2 separate regions of the Gossypium hirsutum genome follow, and region 1 is linked to region 2. The links are chromatin contacts, called in public Hi-C maps. All regions are on one chromosome and are shown on one strand. The core of a region is the stretch at or near the end of the contact, and the rest is flanking DNA. Distances in the headings are between cores, read along the strand shown.

Region 1 (5,592 bases), core at 717-3,216, 160 kb before region 2:
AATATCAATTGTTAGATCAAATAATCAAACCGAAATTTCCAAGAGGGGGTGAATTAACTTTTAAAATCTTTGTGAAAGCTAGAGAGAAAGGATAGAAAATTTTGACACAAGAATTTGGAGTGGTTCGGTCCCAATTGCCTACTCCACTACCTTAGCTTTCCACTACTAAGGAGTTTCTCAAATTCACTAATTTGATAACCTTTGAGGACAAGGTTTAACCTTACAAACTGACTTAAGGTTTCTACTCAAACCTTAAGAACAAACTCTCTCAAAGATAAAAAAAGAAGCAAACAAAGAAATAATCCTTACTAGATCAATGTGTATGCAAATTAAATTCAATTACAATGAAGAACACTTGAGCAAATGGAATAAAAATAAAGATCACAAGTGTATGAAAGAAAAGCATGGAAATATTTGGCACAACGGTTGTTTGATTGATCTTTTTACTTGAATATGCTTTCTTGTTGTTGTAGGATCTTTAGAAGCTAGTATTTATACCCCTAATTGATTTTCAACTGTTGTGGTTGTTGGAGATATGAATAAAGCCATTGGGGATGTAAAAACCAATGCATTTAATTCAGTTACAACAGTGAGTATTGATACCAGTTAAAATGGTATTGATAAATTTTGCATTAAAAGCAAAATTCAGTGACTATTGGAGCTGAAATATCGGTACTAGACAAATTTTATCTATATCATATGAAAGGTATCGATAGCGAATTGATAGTTAGCTGAATTTGTGACAAACATAATGCCAATTTGGTACCATATTTAAATGAGGTGTTGATATTTTGAAAACTATCGATACTTGGCCAAAAAGTACTGATACTTTTTAACTTGATTTTAAGGTTGATCCAAAAATTTCCTAAGAGTTTTAAGGTAAAGATTCAAAATTTTATCTCTTAGACTTCATTTGAGAAATCATTTTGTCAATTTTATTCAACTTTAACTTTACACTTTAATTTGTTATATTAAAACATATCATCAAATAAAAGCTTAATTTAACATAACTTATGAAATTAAGATACCCTTGTATATATTAACCCTTTTATAATTCTCATAATTCTTACTAAATTTAAAATAATTTTCTTTATTTTTTTATAATTACTTGAAAATTCATGTTTAGGATAAATATGACTATCCTTGTCCAAGTTCAAATGTCGAGATACTTAAATATCAAAGTACTTAACCATGCAATTTTTCTTATTTAGGTGCTGAAAGTTTTTTTTTTAAATCAAAGTAGGTACCTAAAGTTTTATTCTATTATCACTTTAGGTATAAACTATTAACTCTAGTTAAAAGAAAATTCAAACTAATCAAATTATGATACATGACGGTTTTAATTTGTTACCACTTTAGGTACTTAAATTATGTAACTTTTCCTATTTAAGCACCTAACTTTTTTTTATTAAAGTAGGTACATGAACTTTTATTCTGTTATCACTTTAGGAATCAATTGTTAACTCTCTTTAAAAACAAAATTCAAACCAATCAAATTGTGACACATGATATTTTTAATCTGTTACCACTTTAGGTATAAAGTTTTTTTTTCAAAGTAAATTCCTAAAGTTTTATTTAGTTACCATTTTAGGTACCAACCGTCAACTCTTAGTAAATAAAGAATTCAAACCAATCAAATTATGACATGTGAAATTTTTAATTAAAAATTGTAAATATTTTTATCCCATAGTTAATGTCATTTTTAACTTATCATAATTTGATTGGTTTGAATTTTTTTAATAAGAATTAACCGTTAATATCTAGAACTTTAAATACCTATTTAAAAAAAAACGTTTCAGGTACGAAAAAAATACATAATTTAAGTAACTATTTTATATATATATATATTTTTAAATAATCATAAAAATTGTATTTATTTTAAATATTTTTAAAAAAAATTGTATTTTTTTGTCTTTCTCTTCTTGTACCATCATATCAGCCCTTAGTAAAATTAGGGTCTCCACGGTAGTTTTACCCATTTAAATATTTTCACTTTCCCATGAATCATTTCACTTACCAGAACCTCTCTCCTTCCACGCGCAAGAAATCGCATCCAAACCCTTAAAGAAATCCGCCGCCGCTGTTTAACACCGTAATCGGTACCATTCAAGCCTTTCTCAAACTCAAACTAAGCCATGCATTCTCTATTTTCTAAATATACAAAGAAAATCACTAAAAACAGTTCTCACCACAGACAAAGCAAACTAGAATAACTCTATAATACCTTGCTCCGTCACCGAACACCGCCTTCGCCTGCCGTCCAATCAGCCACCGGTTTTGACTCGCGGCTTGTCCTCGACTTTGATGGCTTCCCCACTATCCGGATTTTGACTAGTGCTTTGGTTTTCAAAGATCTGTAAGGGATGGCTCCTCCTTTTAATTGCTTCTCCGGTTTCTTTCTTTCTTTGTTTGCTGACTTTTGGTTTGGTTATGGGTGTTGATTTAGGGGATCGGTTAGGAGGTAGTGTGGTAGGGATTAGAAATGGTGATAGTGTACGTGTGCGGTGATATGGTTGTGACAGGCTTGAGTGGGGGTTTGCTGGGTTATTCAGGGTTTAGGGATGATGCTAATAGTAGTTTAGGTGATGCATGTTGAACAGTGAGTGAAGGTTGTTGGGTTAATGGCTGGAGTTTGGGGTCAATAGAGCACATGTTTCGTGTGAGACTATGGTTGTGAAGGATGGTGTTTACTGGTGGACTCGATAAGGCTTGGTTAGTAGGGGTTTAAGAGAGGGCCATTTGGTGGCCGCAATGGGGCTAAGGATGATAGTCAGAGAGGGAGTAGGGATGGTGGGAGCCGAGAGGAGAGAGTTGTTGGGTTGGCGCAGCTTTGTTTCCTTGTACTCTCTCTCTCTTACTAACCTCCTTTATGCCTTTTTCAGGTGCTGTTTTAATTATTGGCTGAGATAAACAAACCCTAGACTGGTTGAATCAGCTAAGCCAACCGGAAGCCGAGATGTCCTCGACTCTACTCGAGGTGACTCGGGCTGCTCATGAAGATGTGGAACAGCTTGAGCGGCTTATAGTGAAGGACCTGCAAAATGATCCGCCTACTGCCAAAGATAGATTGTATCAGAGCCACCGCGTCCGCAATAATATTGACACCATCATCTCCACCACTGAGAAGCTAGTAATACTTCCCTATCCTATGTGAAATTGAGTTACTGCTATATCTTTATTTTGTGTTTATTTTTGTATTTATTTTTGAACGGCTTCAGATTGAGATATACGAAGATAAAGACAATGCTAGGAAAGATGAAATTGCTGCTCTTGGAGGTCAAACGGCTACTGGAATTAATGTCTTTAGTGCATTTTATGATAGATTGAAGGAGGTAACTGTTTACTTTGTTTTTAACCTGGAGACAAAAATGCTAACCTGGAATTTTGTACTAATCCTGCTTTTTTCTTAGAAGCATGAATAAATCTGAGTGATTTTGATTTTCAAAGTTTTTGTTTTAGCAAAGGAGGAGAAATTTAATCCAAAATTGATGTTTAGTGAAGTAATTATTACTCAAATGCAGATTCGTGAGTACCATAGAAAGCACCCGGCTGCTCGACTTGTCAATGCTAATGAAGATGATGAGGCTTTACTCAAGGAAGAACCAGTTATTGAGTTCAGTGGCGAGGTCTCTTCTCACCCCCTCCCCAACACTTGCATACAATTAAGCACCTTTTGTTGCTGTAATTTCCTATTTTATGTGGTATTTTCTTTCTGCCATCTGGTCTTATTTGTTAGCTATTCATTTCAGGAAGCCTTTGGTCGGTACCTGGACCTGCACGAATTGTTCAATCAGTACATTAATTCTAAATTTGGATCCAAAATTGAATACTCAGCTTACCTCGACGTCTGTTCACAGCCGCACAATATCCCTTGGAAATTGAAGTCAACACGGTAAAATATGCTCAATTCTATTTTTAATCTTGCTTTTCTTTAGGTGCTTTACCACAGCTTAATTTCTTTCTGCGGTTCTACTTATTTGGCATGCTTCTTATACTGTATTTACAAATATTGTTATCTATAGGCAATACAGAGAGTACATGGAGAATTTGCTGGAGTATCTTATTTACTTCTTTCAGAGGACTGAACCACTGCAAGATCTTGACAGAATCTTTTCCAAGGTTTCATATTATTTACATCAAAAGTTAATTGAATATCTTTATCCAAAAATAGATTCTTAAACACTAGGATGCTATGATGCTAAACTCGAACCTATTTTGTAACATGGGGTTATTGATTTTTTAGAAAAAGAATTGACATGAGTGATGAGTCTTACGTGAGCTATAAATAAAATGGTTCTGATAAATTGAAATACATTTATGGTGGTTTGTGATAGGTTGAGGCTGAGTTTGAGGAGCAGTGGGCTAATGGCCAGGTACAAGGATGGGAAAAGCAAGGTCAAGAAAATGAAGATGATCCTGCGCAACATACCATGATTGATCTTGATTATTACAGTACAGTTGAAGAGCTTATGGAAGTGGGTCCAGAAAAGTTAAAGGAGGTAATTTTGGTCCTCTTTGATTATGTTCATCATTGCTAGACACTTTTTGTTGTAGTGACTCCAATCTCTTCAGTTCAGTGCTTAGAAATGTGAGTTTTCCATTTCTTTTAGGCAAATGCATGACCAAGTTGTAGTAAAGAGTGAAAAATGAAGAAACATGTTGCTATTGTATTATCTGATTTTGCCACTGTAAACATCTTATCTTGATGGTTACTTTCAAATTAATTAATTATTTTGAGAATGAAAAATATTATGTGGTTCTGGCTATAAAGAAAAATATTTTGTGGTTCTGGCTATAAAAAAAAATATTATGCGGTTCTGGCTATAAATTCTTATGCTGTGATTGTGTTCATTTATGCTATGTTTGGAAACATAAATTTGAAAATTTAGATTTGGAATTCATTTGTAACCTCAGAGTAGTTCTCTTCTGTTTTAATTGCTGTAATGTGGGTTTTAAGATCCATTGCAATTACATGTCAAGCTTTTCACTTTGCCAGAACCTCAAAGGCGTTTCTGTTTGAGATTTTTGACGGAATTATTTGATATGTACTTGAAATACTTTGCTAACAGCCTAAAAGTTAAAAATGAATTAGATCTTATTGGGCTTCCTTCTTAGTTGATGATGGGTGAATTGTCTATTTATCCCTGCAGGCTTTGGCATCATTAGGACTAAAAACTGGTGGTACTGTCCAGCAGCGTGCAGAGAGGCTTTTCCTAACCAAGGTAATATGTGCTCTGACCTTTCATTTTCTCGAAATACCCATATCTGTTGCTTATCTAGGCTTGTATTTCTTCCAAAGATCTTCCAAGTACATGGTTCATATATATTGAACATATTTGTATTAGTCAACATACCTGAATTCAACATTCACACCTGGGTTTGAGTAACCTAGGCTAATAAATCTTTCTCTTTTGGCATTGTACATCTGGTAATCGTGATTATATTTAGGATGGCAACTGGGATTGTACTATTATTTTGAAATTTGAAATTGTTTTGGGAAATCTTCATATTAGACTCTCTTGCTAGGATAGCCTGGTATTAGAGGATGATGAAGGACAACCAGTGATGAAACCTGATACAGCTATGAAATAA
Region 2 (5,585 bases), core at 1,610-4,109:
ATATGACTAGAGAACTACCTTGCATCTCCCCGCTAGTGAGGGTCATGCCTCTATTGTTGAGCTTCTTCTCCTTTATAAGGCCAATATTAACCTCATTGATCAATGGAACTGTAGTGTATGCACCCAACTTCATTGCCGTTTTTGTATTAATGTTTGCAATTCAATTAGTTAGTGAAAACTACAAATTTAGGGTTTAATTTCTTCGGTTTTTATTTGTGAAGCCATATATAGATGCAAGACTTTATATACATCAGGATATATGTAGGATCCTAGAAGTAAATAGAGGCAAAGACATGGATGATAAAGAATTCATCAAGGATCAACCAACATAGAATGATCAAGCTCCCATTGTAACACCCCCAAACTCACCGGAACAGGGTTACGGAGTATTACCAACCATTTCAGTTCAAATATAAACATTACACAATTAAATAACATACATTTCATAAATTAATCAATCTAATGACCTAACATACTTTAACCATAATATCCAAATTAGTTCAAAAACCACCATTTGAACCAAAATAAGATTATACTAATTTCAACTAAAATATATCATTTAATAGCTATAACCCAAAACATATTTATATAAGTACCAATATTAACTTATACTTCATTTACAAACATTATCCAAAATGACAAGTATAACATCCTAGATACATGCCATTTACCAAAAAGAAATGTACATCACCACTTTGAGTTCGGGATCGGCTCTGGATGCTGATTCAACGATATGACTTTACCTAACCTGCTCACGGAAACAAATCGTACGTTGAGTATAAACTCAATGGTATTTCTATAATTCAAATACGTATTAAGAAAAAATTTATATTATTTATATATATTCACACAAACATAATCATTCAAACAATTAATCAATTTCTTATACATATCATTCATAACACTTTCAATTATCATCTCTTCTATATCAATCTCATAATTGCTATTTAATAACTTTTCATAATAAGATACTCAATTCAATTTCAATATTAATATCCTTTTCATGAATCCATGATTCATGCAATGCATTTCAATTGCATATTTCATTTCCTTTTTCATTCCAATCCAATTCAATATCATTCAATACCATTCAATAATAATCAATTCTTCAATACATTTGTACATCCCTATTAACATGACTTGAACTTGGACGGATACGCGGATCCAACCAAAACACACCAGTACGGCACTCAGTGCCTCATTGGCCATGCCGAAGTGAATCGATACCTAGTACCTCATCGGATTTAATCTGAAGCAATAATACGACACATAGTGTCTCATTAGAATTATCCGAAGCAATATTACGACAGATATAGTGCCTCATCGACTCGAGGTCGAAGTATCCCTGAACACTTCTAATCCTATGGTATGCCAACTATATCTGACTCAACCCAATATAGTTAATAGGGTATTCAATTCATTTCTCAATTCATAGTAATTATACATTTCAATATCAATTTCACAATAGTCACAAATCATCGTAGTCTCAATTCAGTATCAATATAATAACAAATAATACTCAATTCAATTCCATTTTATTCAATTCAACACCACAATTATCCAATATTCAAATTCATATTAATCACAATTTCACATACATTCAATTCAATATCAAAACACTAATACTTACCTTAATATCTTTTCATACACATATAATCAAAATTCAACAATTAATAATTAAATTCGGATTATAGAAATACAAACCGTATTTTTTTGAGTCACTCGTTGTTGACTTTCTCTTTTCCCTTTTTAGCCAATGTTTCCGGTTCAACGTTAGCTATTAAGCTTTAAACCTTGAAACCCCTATTTCCCATTTCTTTCTTTCTTTTCTTTCTTCTCCCCTGTTTTTGGTTTGGCTATTCTATTTCTTTTCTAACTTTGTTTCTTTATTTCTTTATTTAATTTATGTTTTATTAGATTATATTATATTAACTAAATAATTATTTCTTAAATTAAAAGTAAATACATATATTTATTACAAATGTATATGTATATTATTTAATACATATGTATTTTATTTTTACCACACACTTGGCACTTATGGCTTAATTGCTAATTTAGTCCCTCATCTTTTCTTTATTCTACAATTAAACTTTCACGTTTTATTCAATTTAATCCTTACACTAAATTAACCTTAATTCAAGCTAATTTGCCTAGCCAAAACCTAATTAACCTCACAATTAACTTCGTAAATATTTTTAATACATATTTATGAACCCGTTTTACTAGAACAATGACTCGAAAATGCACTTTTCCAATAATCGTAAATTTCAGGTCTTACACCCATGGTAATAATAATTTCAAAATTACAATGCTTTCAATTCTATTAATATATGTGTTTTGTTGATTGTTATTGCAACCAGTTCGACATGAACTTGATTCAAGTGAAGTAATTGATATCTCAAAACTGGATATTGACAAGTCTTCAGTAATTAACCTTCAGGCTGCTTAAATAACAAGAACTGTGTTTTTTAAATGAACTTTGATGAGGATGAAGATTTTTGAAGAATGAAGATCTTCATTTTGGTGGCCTTTGATAGAAGCTCTCGACAATGGTGGATAGAGTTATAAAAGGAAGAAAAATAATAAGAAAAAAATTTAAAAATATATATTTAAATTATGTGATAATAACATGAAAGCCACGTCACCATTTGATGGGCCAGCTATGTATTTGTCCAACACTTAATGGCTGCTAATGGAAAGTGACCAAATTGTTATTAATTGATAACGCCTGTGACCTACTTGTTAGAATTGAAACATTGATGACCAAGACGTAAACTTAAACAAAGATATAGGATTATTTTTGTAGTTTAACCTAAATATAATATAGGGTACAAGTTTTTTTTTGCCACCAGAGTACAGCGTTTAGTAACCCTACATTTTTGTTCATTTATTTTGAACCGTCTTTCCTCTTTCTTCTATCATCTTCCTCCTACCATCGTCCCTCTTCTCTGTCTCGTCTCCGTAAATCAGTTTTGTTTTCTTCTCTTCTCATCTCAGTTTGCATTCACCGCCGTGTCCGCTAGTTTATGCTGGATCTGACCCGTATCCTGTGTCGGAATCCGTGTCGGGTAGTGTCGACACAGGTCCTGCACCCAGATTGCCGAGTCCTGGTAACGAAGGTGAGAACAATTAGGAAAAAAATTGTAGGACAACTAAGGTCACTCTCTGTTATATGATGTTAATTCTATGATTACAGAAATCACTGAGGATGAAGAGAAAAGCAGGGAATTTAAAGTCGAAAAAGGGGAACAAAATAAAGAATTCACGAATGCAGCTTGTTAAAGAAAATGATATTGTTCAACGAGTTAGTGAATTGAAGTCTGAGGAAGATCATGATGCTAATGAATCTAAGATAGCTAAAGCGAAGAAGGATTTGAAAAGAACATCGAAAACCAAGTTCGAGGAGTATCTTGAAATGGAGATGCCAAATTCGGACATGCTTGCACAAGAGGACTTGGAATTGGAGAAGAAACTTGCTAAGAAACTTAAGGTGAAGGGTGGTAAATTAAGGGGAGATGATGATGGGCTTAATATTTTATTTGAAGGATTTTCTGATGAGGAAGCTGTGAACCATTCTTTAAGTAAGAAACGAAAAAAGAAAAAGTCAGTGCAGCAGGCTATCAAAGATGATATTGGAGATGACTCAACTAATGAAGCTTCCGAAGGGGAGGAGTATTCAGAGACAACAGTGGAAGAAATTCCTGTGAAGGCACCTTCACAAAAGAGGCGTAAGAAGAGGAAGTCTTTGCTGCAAGGACAAGAAAGTGACATTGTGGGTGAAACTGCCCTTTCTGTTACCCCGCATTCTGAATGCCACAATGCAGAGGTAGCGTCAGGTGAAATTTCAACTAAGGCTCTTGGAATGGAGAGCAGCGGGAAATATGTTGCTCCTCACTTGAGATCCCAGACAAAGAATGAATCAGAGGAGCAGACTCGAATGCGCAGACGTGTACGAGGTATGGATATTCACTTTTAATGAACTTTAGTAAGTTCACTTCTCGTTTTTGGAATTTGACATGCCACTTATTTTTCTCTATGTTCCAGGTCTTCTTAATAGGCTTTCTGAATCTAACGTGGAATCAATTACAGGAGAAATGGCCTCAATTTTTCGTGTATGCTGCTATGCTGTCTATAGCTTTTTGTTTCAATAGACTTCATATCAAGCCTTCTGAATCTTACTGCAATTGATTTAAGCTATATATGCACTCTCACTCTGAGTAAATATAATTGGTTGTTATATTAATCTTTTCTAGCATAAGTGCATAAAACTGGTACAGTTGTTTCCAACTAGGTTAATACAGGGGCTGTGGTTTTACTGAAACTGCATTTACGAGTTTGTTGGTTAATTTAAGGAAGTTAATATAATACCAAAACAACTTCCATTCTTGTGATAGGTTTTCAAAGAAATTAGCATGCGGTTGCCTATGCAGTATCCTCTGCTTTTACATTTGGAAATTAAAAGGTATAATGTTAACTATATAATTTTACTCTTTGACAGTCTGTTAGTCGCAGTGTTAGCTCCCAGATTATCAGTGAGGAGGTCTTGGCATCTTGTTACAATGGTCCACGTGGCAATGAACAGTTAAGAGCAATCTTGCCTATCTCTTTATTTGTATAATTCTCCATTATAAGTAAAAAAAGTCCTTTCTTTTTTTTTTTTCTCCTAAAAGGTTTCCTTCCTCTTTAATTCTGTCATCTTTCCTTTAAAGTACCTAATTTTTCAGTTTATATGTATGCTATGTATGGGAATTTTGTTTAATGTGCCTATACTTATTGCCATTGATTGTTAATTTGCACTTGACATTGTACTATGACAAGTAAAGTAAATTTTAATTCTTATGAATTTTTGCTTACTAAACATGATGTAATTGTTATTCTAATATTCAATTTGATATTTGTTAATCAGAGGAAGAAACAGTTGAAATATTAATAATGGAAGGTAAATCACTATTGTTTATTTTTAATTTGTCGTTATTTTTGGTTAGAATAGCTATAATGGAAGTCAGATGAATAATAATTATTGTTGCTATCTTTCCACAATATATATAGCCAAAATAGTAGCTACACAGCTGTGGAAAGCATATTTATAGTGTGATTTGAAGCTCCACTTTCTCATTCCAACAATACATTCTTCATGTGGTAATAACTGTATTCCTTATCAAGCACAAGTGATTTACCTTCTAGATGCAATACTTGTGATCCTTATTAGAGTACATTAGCAGAATATCATGTTTGTTGCATACTACCATTCGTCGGGTTAGCTAGGATTTTATTGTCGTACTTGTTTTCATTTTTCTTCTCCTTGCAGCAGTTGTATATGTAGTTAATGTTGTTTGTTTCTTTGTAAAGGCATGCTGCAGTTTTTGCAGCTTTCATTGCTGGCATGGCTTCTTTAGTTGGCGTGGATTTCAGCGCAAAACTTATGGCTTTACTTGCCAAGATTTTTGAGGTAAGTACTTCCACATTAAGTAGTAATTTTGTTTAACGTACTTTCATTGTAATTTATACTTGTTTATCAAGCATTACTATGTATGTATAATATATATGATTGGTACTTTGGACCTTCTAGAGTATTTGATATT

Evidence for each region. A called contact is a pair of places that touch in the nucleus more often than the background predicts.
Region 1: a contact with region 2 is called in a Hi-C map of leaf, with 1.9 times the contacts expected there. The contact joins the promoter of LOC107891758 here to the promoter of LOC107891753 in region 2. A contact is called at or near these places in 6 of 34 Hi-C or Micro-C datasets (anther, hypocotyl and leaf).

What each region holds. Positions count from the first base shown.
Region 1 is chrA11:94,310,745-94,316,336 of Gossypium_hirsutum_v2.1, reverse strand. It overlaps LOC107891758 (splicing factor SF3a60 homolog), which reads left to right and starts at 1,966. Exons shown (of 13, transcript XM_016816659.2): 1 at 1,966-2,356; 2 at 2,883-3,130; 3 at 3,219-3,332; 4 at 3,522-3,626; 5 at 3,750-3,892; 6 at 4,023-4,119; 7 at 4,335-4,499; 8 at 5,151-5,222. The coding sequence starts at 2,957.
Region 2 is chrA11:94,150,988-94,156,572 of Gossypium_hirsutum_v2.1, reverse strand. It overlaps LOC107891753 (nucleolar MIF4G domain-containing protein 1), which reads left to right and starts at 2,859. Exons shown (of 12, transcript XM_016816643.2): 1 at 2,859-3,122; 2 at 3,200-3,959; 3 at 4,048-4,115; 4 at 4,502-4,584; 5 at 5,353-5,452. The coding sequence starts at 3,030.